Regions from separate parts of the Mus musculus genome. Here region 1 is linked to region 2. Evidence: chromatin contacts called from public HiChIP or PLAC-seq data. All regions are on one chromosome and are shown on one strand. The core of a region is the stretch at or near the end of the contact, and the rest is flanking DNA. Distances in the headings are between cores, read along the strand shown.

Region 1 (3,570 bases), core at 1,035-3,534, 100 kb after region 2:
GTTTAAAAGTTCTAACTTTGAAAAGAGATTCTAGCTCTCCTCATTTATTACGTTGTTTTGCTGCTTAGTTTTCTCTTCCTGGGTGCAGAGAAAGGAAGGTTGGGAATGGTGCTGAGGGTGGAGGTGTTGTCAGCCTGTGGCTGGAAAGTGTATGTGACACACAGATGGGAGGCAGTAAAACCTTTCCAGATGGAAATTCCAAGGCTTTGGCCAAAGATGGCTATGGACGCTGTATCATTTCCTGTGCCTGCTGTGACAGTAGAAATTGATTCATCATTCTGGAAGCCAGAAGTCTGAATCCATCACTGCTAGCATCAAGGTGTAGATAGGGCCACACATCCTCCCAGGGCTCATGGGTTTTGTTTTTGTTTTTGTTTTGTTTTCTGGTGGTAGCTGGCATTCTTTAGTTTTTGGCTGTACCTCCAGTTGTCAAGCCCTGCCCCTTCACTTTGAACTGAATGTTTGTGTGCCCCCATGGGATTTTGTCTTCTGATGTCCTAGTCTACCAATGGGATGGGGTACAGGGTGGGGGTGGGGTGGGGTTAGGAGACAGTTAGATCTGAGGAGAACCTCATGAATGGCAGACTCTCAAGTACTTGTTCTCGATGCCTGTTGTCTATCCATCATATGAAGATTCAGTTAAGTAGCCATCTGTACTCAGGAAAAGGCCCTGCCCTTAACAGTTGTGCTCACCTCAGACTTCTGGCCTCTACATTTCCAGATAACATCCTATTGCTCACATACCACCTAGTCGATGACAGCTTCTGTATCTGCCCTGTTGTTGCATTCACATTTAAGTATGCATGTGATTCTACTTAGGGCCAGCCCTGATGAATCCAGAACTCACCTGACCAGGACCTTCAGCTTGACCTCATATGCAAGCAGCTGCCCCTTATTTCCCTCAGCTTTTTACCAGGAAGACCCTGGTTGGCAGTTGAGTTAGAGACATGCCCTTCTCTAGACTATCACAGCTGTATTTACTCCAACAAGTCAACTGAATGTCGAGACTCACTGTCTTTCATGTGTCTCTGGTGGATGCAACCCAGGGAAGCCTGCTAATATCACAAACTCTAAGCGTTGTAGGATCTGGCAGCCACAGTGGAATCCCTCTTGTGCTATCTGGTGGTTCTTGAAGCAAGGCAAGTCTACACTCCATGCTTTTGTGCACTCATCTGCAGCTAATGGGCAATAGTGTACCTAAGTTCTCCGTGTATAATTAGCACAAGTAATTAGGGTTTATTATGTGTCTGAATTCTGTGGATTCATGATGGATTAATATGTTCTTGATCATACTCTCAAAAATATAGTACTACAGACTGGTAAATAATTACACAAGTTTAGAGCTAAACGAGAGGCTTCCAGCAAAATTGTAGGTTAGATCCATAAGACCACTAAGCTGAGGTCTAAAGGTAATGGGGCATCAACAAGATCAGGAGTGTGGAAAGAAATCTATGTGAAGGGCGGAGTGTGTCTGGAAGCGGTTTTGAACTTTGGGGGCTGGGTAGAATGTGTTGGCAGCACTTGGAGGCTGGATCAGGATGACTGTCATGTACTCAGGGCTAGCCTAGACCACAGAATGAGTTCTAGAATATCTTGGGCTACAGAGTGAGAGGAGGATTGAGATAAAATGAGGGATTAGGTAAGGCAGGGCCTTCTAGAAGTCTGAGCTTCTGAGCAGGCCAATGAGTGGACTTAAGTAGTGAGGGGCTGGGCTATGGCATGACTTTTCAAGAGAGAACTGGGCCCTGGCTGGAGAGCAGACTAGCAGTGTCACTGAAGTAATGAGATCAGAGATGGGAACAGGGTGGATTAGAGCAAGGTAAAGAGGATAAACAGCTGCATGGCTGAAGCAGGAAGGAGCAGAGCTGAATAGATTTCAGGTTGGTATGTGTAGGTTATGGATGCCACATAGATAGTACTCTCAGAGAGTGAGACAGCTTTTGCTTCATTTGTCAGCAATTATTCTTCAAAATCACAGCTAGTTGCTGAGCTCATGTTGTGCTAGATGAGTGGGTGGCTTAGGAGTCAGTGTGTGCATCTGTGAATCCTATGTTCCAACATGACCCCTTTGGCGGTTCCTCTTAGCTTGTGCCCAAATGCTGTGACACTCTCTGGACTTGACCACCTGGGTCCTGCTTTGGCCAGCTGGATCCACTTCAGAGAGGCTAGTGAACTAAAACCCTGTATGTGGTAGCAGTTTCTGGTCGAAGCTGACTAGGGAGGCTTCTGGCCAAAGTGTTTGTGGCCAGCAAGAGACCTCATGACCAAGGGGAAGGATGTGGCTTGAGGAGAGTTGCAGCTGCTGTCACCAGACAGACATAAAGCTCATCAAGCCTTAGGAGGGACTGCAGCTGCAGATGGCTGCTGACTAATGGGCACATTAATACCACTTGGGGTATATGGAGCAATGGTGATGGGCAGAGAAGATAAAGACAGACAATGATACTGTTATCTTCCCATGTGCTCCTTGTCCTGGACAAATAGCCTCCACTCCACAGCCCTTATCAGCCGATGAAGAAGCCCGGGATCTGGTTCCATCAGTCCTGCACTTCTCAAGTACCCCAAACATGGGTGGCCAAGGCTCCCCTAGACTCAGCAGGCTGGCTCCCTCCCCTCCCCTCCCCTCCGTCCCCTCCCCTCCCCTCCCTCTCCTCCCCTCCCCTTCCCTTTCCCCTCACCCTCCCCTCCCCTTCCCTCCCCCCTCCCCCTTCCCTTCCCTTCCCTCCCCCTCCCCTCTTTCTTTTATGAGATTTATTTTATGGGAAATAGCTGAAAAGGACCTTTCTAGGAAAGGTGCTAATTATCCTTAGAGGGTTCCCTGTGGGTGGGCAAGCTCCTAACAGTGTGACACTTTCATAATACAGGAGGCAGAGCACACACCACCACCAAATACCCCAACAGAACTTGTGATACTGTCCCTGCTGCTTAGCAGGAGGTCCATTTATGTCAGTCACCACTGGGCTCTCTGTTCAGGACTCCTGAAGAAAGCCTAGGGGAAACCTGAGAATGAAGGGAGAGGAATCTTACCATCAGGCATTTGTGTGCATAGCAGGGAGGAGCTAGAGCAAAGACTTCTCTTTGTGGCATGACTGTGAGGTGAGCCATCCTTACAGGGACTGTGTACTGTGAGAAAAGCTTCTTTCCAGAGTCTGCATATTTGGCTGACATCTCCCAGGCCCCTTGAACATATCCTACATGCTCAATACTGAACAGCGGTTTCTCATTGCTGGCCTCCATTCTGCCAAGTCCATGATCTTTCCAGGTTCAGTCCCTCCCATAAGATTCACCAAGGGCCAGCCCCTCCCTCCACCTGCCTCAGGTACCTTTTCTTTCCTCTTCATTGAAATCACAGCACATAACTCTCTGTTGTTTGTATTATTTGTGAGCACAGCACCTTGCTCCCAGAATTGGATTCTCACAGATAAGTGTGTTGAGGATGGAGGGAGGGTTGTACTTGTATTTTTTTTCTCATTGGATAATTTATTGCTTTTAAAACTTGTGTAAGTTCATATATATGCACTATAGCATGCATGTGGAGTTCAGAGGACAGCTGTAGGAGTCAGTCCTCTC
Region 2 (3,275 bases), core at 441-2,940:
ATTTCTGAGAAGATATGTCCTTGAATTCTGTTTGCAAGTATTTTATTGAGAATTTTGCATCTACATTCATAAAAATCATCTATAATTCTCTTTCTTTGTTGGGTAACTTTATATAGTTTGGGTGATAGGGTAACTGTGGCCTCATAAAATGAACTGGGCAATATTTCTTCTGTTTCAATTTTGTAGAATAATTTGAGGAGTACTAGTATTAACCTGTATTTGAAATTCTGGTAGAATTCTGTACTAAAACCATCTGGCCCTGGAATTTTGTTGTTTGGGGGGTCTTTTAATGACTGCTTCTATTTCACTAGGGGTTATAGGTCTGTTTAAATTGCTTATCTGATCTTGCTTTAACTTTGGTAAGTGGTACCTATTGAGAAAAAAAAATATATATATATATTTAGATTTTTCAATTTGGTGGAGCATGGGTTTTTAAACTATTATTCTCTGAATTTCTTCAGTGTCTGTTATGTTCCCCCCTTTCATTTCTAATTTTGTTCATTTGGTTTTTAGTTAATTTCTCTGTTTCACTGTGTATGTGTGTGTGTTGTTTTGTTTCTATGTTATTGATTTCAGCCCTGAGTTTGGTTATTTCTTATAATCACCTCCTTTGTTACTGTGATTTCTTCTTTTTGTTCTAGAGCTTGCAGGTGTGCTATTTTGATAGTATGAGATTTCTCCATGATTTGGGTTTTTTTTTAATGTAGTTACTTAGACCTATGAACTTGTCTCTTAAAACTGCGCTTTCATTGTGTCCTGTAAGTTTAGTGTGTTATGTATATTTTCATTCAATTCTAGAAAGTCTAGTTTCTTTCTCAATTTCTGTATTCTCCAATCTTTCATTCCATAGTGAATTGTTCAGTTTTCATGAGTTTGTAATCTTTCTGTTGTTTCTGTTAACAACCAGCTTTGATTTGTGATGATCAGATAAGATGAAGGGTTTTATTTCAGTTTTCTTGTATCTGTTGAGACTTTGTGTTTGTGTCTGTGGTCAATTTTGGAGAAAGTTCTGTGAGGTACAGAGGAGAAGGTCTATTCTTTTATGGTTGGGTAAAATGTTCTATAAATATCTGTTAATTCCCATTAGTTTATGACATCAGTTAGCTCTAGCATTTCTCTAGTCTAGATAATTTGTCTTTTGTAAGAGTGTGGTTTTGAAGTATCCCACTATCAGTGTGTGAGGGCCAATGTGTGATTTAAACTGTCATAGTGTTTTGTTTAAGAACATTGTGCCCTTTTGTTTAGTGCACATTTGTTAAGGATTGCAATGCTGAGCTGGGAAGTGGCCCGTGCCTTTAATCCCAGCACCTGGGAGGCAGAGGCAGGTGTATCTCTTATGTTTGAGGACAGCCTGGTCTACATTTTGAGTTCCAGGACACCTAGGGTTACAAAGAGAGACCCTATGTTTAAAAAAATAAAAAACAAAAAATAAACATTGCAATGTTCTCTTGGTGGAATATTTTTCTTTAAGTATGTAGTGCCCTTCTTTGTCTCTTCAGCTTAGTTTTGGTTTGAGGTCTATTTTGTCAGATATTAAAATGGGTACACCAGCTTGCTTCTCATAATCATTTGCTTAGAGCTTGCTGACAGGAGCCTGATATAGCTGTCTCTTGAGAGGCTCTGCCAGTGCCTGACAAATACAGAAGTGGATGCTTACAGCCATCCATTGGATGGAACATAGGGTTCCCAATGAAAGAGCTAGAGGAAGTACCCAAGGAGCTGAAGAGGAAGTACCCAAGGAGCCGAAGGAGTTTGCAGCCCCATAGGAGGAACAACAATATGAACTAACCAATATCTCCAGAGCTCCCTGGGACTAAACCACCAACCAAAGAAAACACATGGGCCTCATGGCTCCAGCTGCTTATGTAGCAGAGGATAGCCTAGTCGATCTTCAATAGGAGGAGAAGCCCTTGGTCGTGTGAAGATTCTATGACCCAGTATAGGGGAATGCCAGGACCAGGAAGCAGGACTGGGTGGGTTGGGGAACAGGGAGAGGGGGAAAGGAATAGGGGGTTTGGGGAGGGGAAACTAGGGAAGGGGATAACATTTGAAATGTAAATAAAGAAAATATCTAATAAAAATATATTAAAAAGAAAAGACTATATTTTTCTATGCTTTCACCCTGAAGTGATTACTATTCTTGATGTTAAAGTGTGTTTTTTTGGATGGAGCAGAAGGATGAATCTTGTTATTGTGTCCATTCTGTTATATTGTGTATTTTTATGGGGAAATTGAGACCATTGATAATGACAGATATCAATGAGCAGTATTTGTTGATTCCTGTTATTTTGTTGTTGTCACTGTGGTGGGGATGGTGGTGGGGATGGTAGTGTGTGTGTGTGTGTGTGTGTGTGTGTGTGTGTGTACATAACACATCCCATGTGTGGAGATGAGAGGACAAGTTCCAGGAGTGAGTTTTCGCTTTTCACCTTGTTAAGGCAGGGTATATCTGTATTTTACAGTATATTTCCAGTTTATATGATCCTTGAGCTTCAGGATGATTTGTTTATTTGTTTCCACTCCTTATCTCATTTCAGAAATTCTGGGATTACAAATGTGCCTATTGCATCCAACTTTTTACAAGATTCTTGGAGTTAAACTTAGGTCATTAAGATTAATTTACCTATGTTGATTTGTTAGTCTGGGATTATTTATTCCCTGTGTTTTCTTGGGCTGGTTAACCTTTTTAGGTTGGAGTTTTCCTCCTAGTGTCTTCTGTAGAGCTAGATTTGTAAATAAGCATTCCTTAAATTTAGTTTGGTCATGGAATCTCTTGTTTTCTTCATCCATTGTGATTGACTGTGTTGCTGAGTGGTGTAGTGGTTTGGGTAACATCCATGGTCTCTTAGAGTCTGTAGAACATCTGTCCAGAGCCTTCTGGCTTTTAGAGTCTCCACTGAGAAGTCAGGTATTATTCTAATGTCTGTCCTTAAGTTACTTGACCTTTTTCTCTTGTCTTGTGTCTCTCTCATGCTTCTACCTTGATAGGCCTCTCCTTTTTTAGGTTAGGGAATTTTTTTTCTATGATTTTGTTAAAAATATTTACTTTTGACCTGGGTTTCTTTTCCTTCCTCATTCCTATTAGTCTTAAATTTTGTCTTCTTTTAGTGGCCCAGATTTCCTGGATGTTTTGTAACTGGAGTTTTTTTAGATTTAACATTTTCTTTGACCAAGGTATTCATTTCTTCTCTTGTATCTTCAATGCTTGAGAGTCTCTCTTCCATCTCCTGTATTCTGTTGGTGAGGTTCCTGTTTAAGCTCTTAAATTTTGCTTT

What was found. HiChIP or PLAC-seq counts read pairs in DNA pulled down with a chosen protein or histone mark.
Region 1: an H3K4me3 HiChIP or PLAC-seq map of bone marrow-derived macrophages shows a contact between it and region 2, with 2.7 times the contacts expected there. The contact joins two enhancer-like sites. A contact is called at or near these places in 1 of 115 datasets of contacts at active chromatin or transcription factors (bone marrow-derived macrophages) and 3 of 9 other capture datasets (adipose tissue, liver and pancreatic islet).

What each region holds. Positions count from the first base shown.
Region 1 is chr13:63,106,552-63,110,121 of GRCm38.p6, forward strand. All of the region lies in intron 5 of Aopep (aminopeptidase O), which reads left to right. Among named protein-coding and RNA genes, the nearest start is that of Gm46422, 14 kb to the left of the region's middle. Within about 2 kb of position 2,285, at least 109 of the 459 cell types and tissues checked have an H3K27ac peak or open chromatin away from gene starts, as enhancers often do. A contact at or near this core is called in bone marrow-derived macrophages, where this site is marked.
Region 2 is chr13:63,005,946-63,009,220 of GRCm38.p6, forward strand. The region is part of intron 1 of Aopep (aminopeptidase O); the gene reads left to right. Among named protein-coding and RNA genes, the nearest start is that of Aopep, 43 kb to the left of the region's middle. Within about 2 kb of position 1,691, at least 5 of the 459 cell types and tissues checked have an H3K27ac peak or open chromatin away from gene starts, as enhancers often do. A contact at or near this core is called in bone marrow-derived macrophages, where this site is marked.